Regions from separate parts of the Zea mays genome. Here all the other regions are linked to region 4. The links are chromatin contacts, called in public Hi-C maps. All regions are on one chromosome and are shown on one strand. Each heading gives the region's core, a stretch centred on a gene start, on an enhancer-like site or on the middle of the called end of the contact. The rest is flanking DNA. Distances are from core to core; before and after follow the strand shown.

Region 1 (2,700 bases), core at 144-2,643, 440 kb before region 4:
CCAATCGCAGTTGTATGACCCCGTCAGGGAGCGTCTCAATCCCATCAGTATCCTCTGCTTCCTTGTCGTCTGCAGGGGTTGGTCCTTGGTCCATGGCCTATGAGAAGTATTCACGTTTGTGGCCGGGCGTGCCCGCGTTGCTCACGTCCGGCTTGGACCTCGATGTCTGCGAGATCGAGTACAACATTGGGGTGGGCACATTTGGCCAGCACGACGTGTTTAACGACGGCGACGACCGCAAGTCCTTAATCAGCGAGGCTGATGGACTGAAGGGCCAGATCTGGATCGGCAGCAACCATGGGTGACTGGCGACCATGGACTGAAGGGCCTGCCATCGTTTGCCACCATTAGTGGAGTCGAGGTGCACGACGACCTCCAGATCCGCATCGCTAGCAGCTACATCTTTGATAACATGCACAAGATCCTTAAGGTCGCAATATGCCACACACTGGTGCACGCTAACGACCACCTCACCGTTGCTATGTTCTCGATGGGAAGCTGTTCGATATGAACGAGCTAGGCCGAATTTGCTCGTGGCACCTGGACGATGGAGCCACAATGGAACCCGTTGTGATTCAGGGACCGAAGATTGATGAGATCAGCCACCAGCACGACCATGACCGGCGCAAGTTCTACCTGGCCGCTTCGAGCGGTGGGCATCAGTGGCTTCTGCTCATCTACATGCATGGCTACGAAGTCGAAGGTGTGTGTACAAGTATGGGCAGATTTACTGTTGGCAGAGTCACGTGAGCAGACTGGTATTCGACGGCAGGAGGAGCTTCCGCGACCTCGGCATGTCGCTTCACGAGCTCAACGCTGGCAGCGACAAGTGACAAACTTGGGGGAGATCATGCGCTCTTTCTAAGGGCGAACTATCCCTTCTTCATCACCATGCGGCATGGGCATGGTTCTGAGATCGATCTTGAGGCGTCTACCTTGCCGGCACACCCTAGGACTACAGTAGGGGTTCTTCCCTCCTGGATTTTCAAAAAAAAGGGCTACAATGTTCCCATCTTTGACCTGAAGAAGGGGGGCTATGGAGGTGACTGTCACATCAAGTTGTAGCTCGCTTACTAGCTCGTGGATAAGTCGTTGCAGATGTCCATGTGGTACCTACCAACGGATACCCAAACTAGGTGTTATCAAATCTGTTCAATTTGTCTTAGATTTATAATTTTTACGTATGAACAATTGTGAGTTTTTTATCCTTTACATTCACCTTAGTATTTAAACGATTGCGACTAAAATATGTCGAATTATCTTTATAGTTAGTATTATTGTAAATATTATGTTTAAACAACCATCGCATTTACATAAGTCTCTCTATATATGTATATATATAAACCGTGCGTCATCAACAAGTCAGCCCTTTATGGGCTAGTAGCAGGCCCATTGGCCTTCTTGCTACCAATTGGCTGCTTTTTTCAGACAAATACTACATTTAAAAATTACTCCATCCATCCGCTTAATTTAATCGTTTTAGCCGAACTCGTTTGTCCAATAAATTTGTCACGCTGGTGATCGAACCCCTATGTCCAATCGGCAACTTCTCGAAATGGAACCTACCACACCCCTATTCACATATGCCAACGCCCCCTACCGTCGCTGCCTCCCATGCTCATCCGACCCTGTCCTATTTAATTACTTTTTATTAGAGTATGTATAATGAGTGTCTTGAGTTGTATCTTCGAGTGTATCCAGAGGGTTGAACATAAAAAAACTCAAGACATATATCTTGACGAAGACACAGTGTCTTAGCTATATGTTCGAGGCAGGAGACTAGCTGATTGGTCACTTTAATTTATTGAATGTTCTGATTGGTACAATGAATATGGTAAGACACATGCTTTAGACATGTCCACTATATTATATTGTGTTTTAGTTGTGTCTTATACTTAGAGTACCATGCAACAGTGTCTATTGTACATGCCCTTACGGTCTTGTAAGTAACACTTAATTAAGTTGAAGTAGGGTCACATACGTCATTTTGTCAATCTCATGACATGTCTATAAAAACCCAGAACGTCCAAATCAAGTGGACGAAGGAGTATTCATTAAAAATATTATTTTATATAATATGATTATGTGTCCATGGAACACGATACATATATTATGGGTCCCTCAATGTAACTTAAACATAAATTAAACCGATGACTATTGCGCAGTTTCATCGAAAGTGCTAAACCGATGACTATTGCGCAGTTTCATCGAAAGTGCTTAGAAATCCACCCAAGAAGCCAGCACCATTACAGTTCCCACATAGGATTTCACGCTTGCCTCTGCAACATAAAAAGTAACGACCAGTCGGGTCAATACAAGCTGCTGAACCTCAAACGAATCAAAGGATTTATTAAGATACTTATTACTGAGCAGATATGTGTCTAAGGATTTATTAACGTAAGTTAGAGTTTACGTTAGAGGAGACTAATTTGTCTAAATGGTTGATACATAGATGGTCTCAAGGACAGAAAAATTTATGAGGGGTGGGGGGCAAAAAATCGTCTAACATAATTAAGCAAAACCGTAAAAAAGTACTGTTGCATAAAATTCAAATTTCATATTAATATATGGTACAAGTTTAAAGAAGGAAATTATATAAATAAAAGAGTAAAATACACTACCAATTCCTAGACTTGTAGGATTGTATCATCCTACTTTCTAAACTCCCAAAGTGCACATCTAGGTGCATAAACCTGTGAA
Region 2 (2,700 bases), core at 74-2,573, 300 kb before region 4:
TGATTCTCGTGTGGAGCCGAAAGATCAGGAGTCGTTTTTTGTGAAGAAAGGTGGGATCTAAAAAAACCTGCTCCACCCTCCCTTAAAACAGCTCCTCAACCAACCAAATATGGACCTCCCCTTAAAGTTTGATCGAAATTACCCGCAATTGCCATTGGACAAAAACATAACGAGCCAATTTATGGATTAAACATTTGAGACCATTTTATGCACTACTATGATGGGAATATTTTATATGTTATTGTTTCATATATTTTTCCGTATATGCATCCTACTTATTGATTTGTAATAAAGTTGAACTGCAAAGAGTAAAACAGACAATCGCTACAGACCACCAACTCTCAGAAGACAAGAATCAGTTTACTTGCCAAACAGTTTTAAAAATGATTCTGATTTTCTAGGAGAATCAGGAGGATCAGCTCCTCACGAGGATCAGGATCTAGAGCTAAAGAAGCAGGAGCTGGAGCTTTGCCAAACGGGCCCTAAATGGAGTTACACATGGCCTAATGATTTTAGTAAATGACCGTCCTTGCCTGTAAGAATTGACCAGTACAGTGGACGCGAGTACAATTGGAATCCTTCGAATCCAGGTCCAGGAAAATGACATAACTTCTCATTAAACCATCCATTACGCTTACGCAGCCGGAGAAACAAATGAATTGAAGAAACGGCTCCTGCTTTTGACTCCTGTTCCAGCCTTTCTTTATGCACTGCACATAAATCCAAACCAAAATTAGCGAGGAAAGAAACACTTGATATGTGTAGATCAACGACAAGATAAGGGGGTGTTTGGTTTCTAGGGACTAATGTTTAGTCCCTACATTTTATTCCATTTTAGTTCTAAAATTGCCAAATATAGAAACTAAAACTTTATTTCAGTTTCTATATTTAACAATTTATATACTAAAAAGGAATAAAATGAAGGGACTAAACATTAGTCCCTAGAAACCAAACACCCTCTAAGACACCCCTTTCGGTATCAGGTGATTAGTTGTGAATTTGTCACCGGTCAGCTAGGGGACAAGAACTACGCTGTTGCGGTTTTCCAGGTTCGGTGTGTGCATGTAGCGGTGCTGCTACATTTATGATCTTCCTGCCTTTCCTTTCTCCATGCTCCAATCCAGAGGCACAGGAGAGAGAAAGTCAGAAAGGCACTCCAGCCACTCCTAGAGGGAGGGAAAGAGAGATAGTGTGTGTGAGAGGGCAAAGAATGGAATAATTGAAAATCTATGCTGAATTTGTTTTTTTGTTATAATCGTCTCTATAGTATATGGGTCCATACGTGTCTATAAATTATAGAGTTAATGGTAAATTCTCACAGCCCATGAGAACGATGCCAAATTTGCAAATCTATCGGCAGAAAATCACCCACGTCTGCAATTGTCCAAAAAGCTGAACTCACCAGTCACCACGGAGGAAAAAAAAGAGAGGAATGGGAAAGGCACAGAGAAGCCCCTAATTTATGGCTTTTTGCACCCGAACCCCAATGCAAAGTGATGAAGAAAATCAATGCCTTCTCCTATCCACCACCAAACCTTGGTAGAGTGAGAACAATATACTCCGCCAGGGCGTCCTACAAGAGAAGAGGAGCCGGCAGAGAATAAGAAGACCAGAAGTTGACAAACTTTTCCTGTTCTTCGAGAAGCCCATTTTCTCTCTTCTTCTCCACTAGATAGAGAAAGGGGAGAGAGAGGGAGCCGAGGAGGAGAAGATCCCTCTCACCGTCATCTGCTGGCCAATCTAATCTCCGTCGTCTGCATCTGGGTCTGCTCCCGTCCATGGCCTAGTGACGGAGGATTGTATCTCTGTCCATGTGGATGGCGATAAATTAGTACTTGTTTATAGGTGTTGCTGTTTGGTTGGTTGGCCTTGTCTCCTTGTTTGAGGAAGTGGGGAGAGGCGGAATCTTTTGTTGGATCATGGCAGTTCCAATGCGGCCGGTGGGCTTCGCCCCCCCGTGACATGGTGAGCAGTTGAGGGGACGGATTATCTCCTGTTCTTGGCTGCTTCCCTCTGTTCTATTCTGGCCTGGCCGCCATTGTTTCAGCGGATGAGTTCGGGGTCGGAAGTCTTGTTCTTGGAGGTTCTCCCCTCTGCTTATTGGCCATATGATGTTCTACTCCTGCCTAAATTTTGCCTGTGCGAAAAATTTGTGTCCTTTTTGATGTTGTGGTTTTGGTTGGATAATAGTGTGGGAAAGCTGACAACTTTCTTGATTTTGGTTTGATAATATTATCCTTGCAGTGTGCTTGTGATGTTGCGATTTTTCAGAAAGCTCTGATTTTTAGCGCTTCATTATTTGGAATCCTTCTGGCTCTGTAGTTTGCTGTGGTTTGTGATCTCGTCTTCAATATTTTTTGTCGCTTGCATTTATGGCCCTTCACGCCTTCTTTTTCTTCCCATTCCCTGACGTCCTACAAATGACAAATTACAGGTCTCTTGTTGCTGACACTACCTGGACTTTTCTTCTGCTTATGACAAAGACGAACTGATAAGCTGGCATTCGTAGATCGGTTTCTTGGGAGATACACATACAGAAGCTTTAGGGTCGGCTCGTAGAATCTCTCAGACACCGTCGTTTTGCATCCGAGAACTTGGTAAGTAGTATGAGATGTCCTTCTTGCGGTTTTCTGAACCAATGCTCGTTTACCTTCTGTTTGTCATCAGAGAAGATCCTTATCCTACTTGTTGATCGAAATT
Region 3 (2,700 bases), core at 160-2,659, 380 kb after region 4:
TTTGGTTTCTATAGACTAATTTTTAGCCCCTCCATTTTATTTCATTTTAGTACCTAAATTACCAAATCCGGAAACTAAAATAGAGTTTAATTTCTATATTTGTCAGTTTAGGAACCAAATAAAATAAAATGAAGATACTAAAAATTAGTTCTTAGAAACCAAACACCCCTTAAATTTGAGTCTATGAGTTGAATGCAAAATAGAAGGCCTAAATATAAACTAACCATGGTATTACGAAAATTAGTATAGGCTAATTGATGAGTCGAACATAGTAGAATTTTTTATTAGTCCATATTTAGCCTATAATTCAGTGAATGACCAAATTTTAGTCTGGAGATCCAAATAGATTCTAAACAGATTCCATATTTGGACATGATTTAAGCTATGATGAATTCGGGCCATTCTTTTATTATTATTATTATTATTATTATTATTATTATAGAAAAAGATGAAGAATTTCTAATAAACTAGACTCAGAGACTTCGAAGAGCTTATCCATCATATCTTTTATTCCATCTCCTATGTTAAATTTTATTGTATAAACAATATTGTCTACAATGTTACCCTATTTTGCATGATATACACATCAGACTTACTCGTAGCATAGGTAACGCGGCGTGAGTCCCATTTAGAGATGACAATCGGGCGGTTAGTACACGGATATATAGTTCGCGAATCTAAACCCACGAGAAAAAACTTAACCCATACCCGTACCCATAAACGTTCGCGGGTATGGATTTGTATCCATACCCATACCCGCTATCCAGTGGATACCCGTTACCCACTCGCCCACTATAATTTTAGCATTCAACACTAAACAACAATTTTATCACATTTCGAAATAATTATCATTCCAGTAGCATCAAATGATAATTTCAGCATCAAACAACATATTATAGATAAAAATTGGAAAATAAAAATTTATGATAATATAATATATAAATCTGGATGGCCCACATGTTAGATATCAATTGGGTAACGGGTATGATACTGGATATCCGTACCCGCGAAAAAAATATCCGCGGATACCTTATTATATCCATAGATAGCTGTACCTGCGGATACCAAATTCCAACATACCCATATCCAATGGATAATTATTCGTGTTTATTTACCCATACTCGTATCTATTATCATCCCTACTCCTTTTCGCTAGGCCAACTTGGATTCATCCTCCTGTTACAGGCCCAGACCAACTACTCCTGACTAGTGCAGAGTCGGCCCACGATCATCAAGAAGCCCACCAGACGAGCGCTGCTTGGTGTCGTGCGCCGAGCAGCTGGCGCGCACCGTGTCCCTATGCAACAACGGTCACGTCGCTGCCGCAGCCAACCGTTGCCCGTTGGTGCCGGCCCCATATGTCATCCGTAGAAAAATCCATCCGCGGAGGCATTTGCTCGTTATGAATTTTGTTTCGAGCAATCGTGCGTGCTCTGCTCTGCCGCCTCCTGGCGCTGGCGTCAGGCTCCTCCTCCCTGGCTTCCTCCTCCGCCACCTCGAACACCCCCAAAATAATTTCAGCAGCACGAGCGAAAAAAAACGAGAGGGGGGGGAGAGCAAACCCTAGCTGGCCGAATTCCGCCGCGCGCAGCATTGCCCTCCCGCGACTCGCGCGCCGGAGCTGGGGCGGGCGGCTGCGTGGCGCTCCCGATCGCCGGCGATCGTGTCGTCAGCCGGCGCTGGCGGGTGGGCGCTGGGGCGGCAGCGATACCGGGCAGCACGGGGCCCGATCATCGCTGGCGCCGCCGCCGCGGTCTGGCTGGCTGGCCGCGGGCAAACGTGCTGTCGGCTGGTCCCGGGCGTCGCGGAGCAAGTGGACCCGGGGGCAGGCCGCCGGAGACGGCGGCGACGGCGACGGCGGACGGAAGCGCAAGGGGATGGCGCTGTTCCGGAGGCTCTTCTACCGGAAGCCGCCGGATCGGCTCCTCGAGATCGCCGACCGCGTCTACGGTACGCTAACCCCGCACGCGCCTCCTCTTCGATTGGGGAATTTTAGCACCGGAAACGCAGCTGCATTCTGTAATTTCGCTCAGTGACGGAACATATTTCTCTGGATATTGTTTTTCAGCCTTTCAGCTAACATGTCTTCCTCGTGCATGCTGCATTAGCTTACTGTGCCAGCATGATTTTGCAGCCTTTATTTAAAGAAAAAGAAGACTTTGCAGCCCCATTCTAGTTTCGTTAGAAGTTTAGAACTATGGCTATCAAAAGGGTTTGCTCATTGCGTTCGACTGTTGCTGCAATTCTTCTTTCTTCATTACTACACTTTGATAGTAACGTTGCTACCAACCTCGTTGAATTGTGCAGGTAGGATAATTCTGAAGTTCCTATGTTATGCAGACCATTTTGTGCTAAATAATGTTACAAATTTATGGCTGATAAATGTAACTTACATGTTTGAATATAGATACCACGTTGCCCGCTGATGGGTTTTCTGTTGGTCAGTTGAGGACCTGTGATATTTAGTCTATGCCTAATACAATAATGCTTGCTCATCAACAACCAATGCAATCGTGACTTAATCTGCTACTTCGCTATCAGAAAATTTGAATGGAAAGTGCATTTGGTCTTGCACCACCATGCTGCTAAAATGTTTGAAAACATGATTGATCTAATTAAGTTTCACATGATTAGAGATACTGATTGGCATCTTTGAGTTGCAGACTTTGGAGTCAGTTGTTTGCTGGTGAGTTTTCAGTA
Region 4 (2,700 bases), core at 13-2,512:
CTGCAATCAAAATCCATTTTTTTGACCATTACAAATCGCACATGTATGCTCATAATATAGACAACTGCTTCGCGCAACATACAGCTAAAAACGGAATCTAAAATATAAGAATGGAAGTACTTTTTGTAGGTGTTCAGAAACAACTAGCACTCCAGATTTTAAAAAAAAACTATAAATAAATACAAAGATTCCGCAAGGTTTTAATTGCTCCCTTGAACTCTTCAGCTCAACAAGTTGACTTAATGGCCACTAACACAAGTTGTTTAACCATTCAAGAGGCGAAGAACACAGAACCCAAAATGGGTAGAGGGTCTGACACTAGCACAAGACCTGGATCTTAATCTTCATCATAACCAACAACCAAGAACATTTCAAAATATAGAAGTTATTGTCAAAAGGGAAAAAAGAAATAGACGTTTGAAAACGAAGAAAAAAAAACGAATCGGCCCAACAAGAATCGGAAAGACTTGGACTCACGTCCCCACAAACCCCACGGATGGCAGCTGAAAGAAGCAAAGACGAAACGCAACAAATTTATGCGAAAATTTTTCTTCCGTACCCGAAGAACTGACACGATTGATCAGAGGGGGACACCTGAGCAGCATAGGAACATCTACGAATCGCATCGGAATCCCAGCCTGATCCCAAAGGCGGAGGCACTCTCCGCCTTGAATCGCCCAAATACTAACTGTTCGGCATTGCAGGAGCCTACGAAAACACACATATTTATGCCAAAAAAAATCCCAGCCTCGACAGGTAAACTCCAGGTGTCTGTACCAGTAAGGCTAAGCCAAGCTTGGCTTGCCGGTAAGCCGGTTTCGTCCAGAGAAACAAGAACAAAAACAAGGAACCAAAAGAACTCTCAAACCGCGCCAAACCGACACGCCGCGACCAACAAATAAAGCCGTTCCCTTTCCTGCCAAAAGCAGCAAAGATCCACTCAGAACTTCCCAGAAACAAAAACCTTCCCATTCCCGGCCACAAACTCGCCGGTCGCTGTCGCTCCCGGCGAAGAACAGTTAGAAGGCTCCGATTTTTTCCGCACAGATGAAACCAAGGTAAGGTAACCGTCACACAGGCTGACAGGCACACAACGGAGACGAAGCATTACCCGCCTGCCCCGGGGAGCGCCGGGCCGGCAGCGAGGTCGCCGGAACGGAGCAGTGCACTGGAGGAGGATCAGAGCGAGGAGAGGAAGGGGAGCAAGAGCAAGTGGGAGCCGCCGGGATGGTGGTGGTTCATGTGCTTGCGCGTGTGGCGTCTGCGTATGGGTGATATACTCCACGTGGGGAGGGGAGATTGAGAAGGTTCAGGGGAGGGAGGGAAAGGTGGAAAAGAGGGACAGCGGACGGGACTGAAGGAGAGGGGAAGATGGAGGTGGCTACAGTACAAGGTTGCAGCCTTTCTCTCTCCTCCTGCCTCTGTTGCTTCTTTTTTTTAACGTTTCATTAACTTTTTTCTACAGTATATTTGATTGAAGTTGATTTTTTACTTTTTATTTTCATACTTCTTTCTTTCTTATCGTCAATAAAAAAGTTCCCTTTTGGCACCTTTCCGTGCTTTTTGTGACTTGTGTGTCAGTGTGTGGGGTAGGCTTGGTTTGCATGGTTTTAAATTGTTTTCTGCTGACATAAATTGGTTGGTTATGAATTTGGCCAAAGTTTGGTGGGGGAGGAAGAGCTGGGAACAGCGGATGCTACAATCCACCATCAATATGAACTGTTGCATAAACTCTGTGAAATTGCAGGCAACTTTTATAGCTGTGAATTGAATCCAGAGAACGTATGCAGGTGTGGATTGCCATAGAAATGGGCATTGGTTGAGGTGCACAGGCTTTTCAGTATTGCATACAGTGTCCTGACTACGTAGATATATGAACAGATACTACTATACCAGTACTCAGATACGAATGCTTTGAGCAAGGAAACATTAGTACAGTCCTAGTAATGTGTCATCGCCTAAAGACACCAGGACCAAGATAGAGCGAGAAGCACAGACGGAGCCACGATGATCTTGGTTACTGTCTAACTACTAACACAAGAGATTTATAGAGGGTTAGACCGTAAATGTGTAGTACTCTATATTTTCTATATTTGGTGGATTGATAAATACCGAGATGAAGAAGATTACACAGTCGGATATCAACTAAATCTCATAACCATCTTCTCTTTGATAAATAGTAAGTTGTTCGCTTCGAATTAAAACTGGTTGTTCGGATTGCTGTAAATGTAATCCATAAAGACAAAACATTGTAGAAGCAGTAGAAGCCGATACGAATTAAAACCAAGTGAAATGCTTGAAATAACTCTATGCCTATGGCGTGGCCTAATATTTACAGATGGTTCTTTAAAAAACCGCCTGTAAAAATCGTATTTGTATAGGCGGTTTTTAAGAAACCCGCCTGTAAAAATACACGATTTCTATTAGCGGATTTCTTAAGGAACCGCATGTAGAAAACGGTTTCTATAGGAGTTTCTCAAATGACCTCGTATGAAAACCCATAAAAAAGTTGTAGATCTCTAAAAGTTATGAAACTTTGTAGTTAACAACTTTTTTAATTAAAATCATGTCGGCTCTCAAAAATTGCATATAAATTTTTCAAATTTAAAATGCAAATTTTGCAAACGACCTTGAATGGAAAAACTACCGAAATCAAAGTTGTAGAACTTCAAAAGTTATTCAAATTTGTATTGACAACTT

What was found. Hi-C and Micro-C count contacts between places; a contact is called where the count stands out from the background.
Region 1: a contact with region 4 is called in a Hi-C map of leaf, with 4 times the contacts expected there. The contact joins the enhancer-like site here to the promoter of LOC100278658 in region 4. A contact is called at or near these places in 3 of 25 Hi-C or Micro-C datasets (ear, leaf and tassel).
Region 2: a Hi-C map of leaf shows a contact between it and region 4, with 4 times the contacts expected there. The contact joins the promoter of LOC103640243 here to the promoter of LOC100278658 in region 4. A contact is called at or near these places in 3 of 25 Hi-C or Micro-C datasets (ear, leaf and tassel).
Region 3: a contact with region 4 is called in a Hi-C map of ear, with 5 times the contacts expected there. The contact joins the promoter of LOC103640164 here to the promoter of LOC100278658 in region 4. A contact is called at or near these places in 6 of 25 Hi-C or Micro-C datasets (bundle sheath, ear, leaf and 2 more).

What each region holds. Positions count from the first base shown.
Region 1 is chr1:162,009,009-162,011,708 of Zm-B73-REFERENCE-NAM-5.0, reverse strand. It overlaps LOC732793 (bundle sheath defective 2), which reads right to left. Exons shown (of 4, transcript NM_001112410.1): 4 at 2,051-2,279. The coding sequence ends at 2,192. It also overlaps the pseudogene LOC109941465. Among protein-coding and RNA genes, the nearest start is that of LOC100277962, 10 kb to the left of the region's middle. Within about 2 kb of position 1,393, at least 5 of the 20 cell types and tissues checked have an H3K27ac peak or open chromatin away from gene starts, as enhancers often do. A contact at or near this core is called in leaf, where this site is marked.
Region 2 is chr1:161,862,893-161,865,592 of Zm-B73-REFERENCE-NAM-5.0, reverse strand. It overlaps LOC103640243, which reads left to right and starts at 1,323. Exons shown (of 6, transcript XM_008662863.4): 1 at 1,323-1,965; 2 at 2,435-2,597.
Region 3 is chr1:161,184,296-161,186,995 of Zm-B73-REFERENCE-NAM-5.0, reverse strand. LOC103640164 (formin-like protein 12) reads left to right here and starts at 1,409. Exons shown (of 18, transcript XM_008662798.4): 1 at 1,409-1,950. The coding sequence starts at 1,878.
Region 4 is chr1:161,563,977-161,566,676 of Zm-B73-REFERENCE-NAM-5.0, reverse strand. It overlaps LOC100278658, which reads right to left and starts at 1,262. Exons shown (of 11, transcript NM_001151861.2): 1 at 1,112-1,262.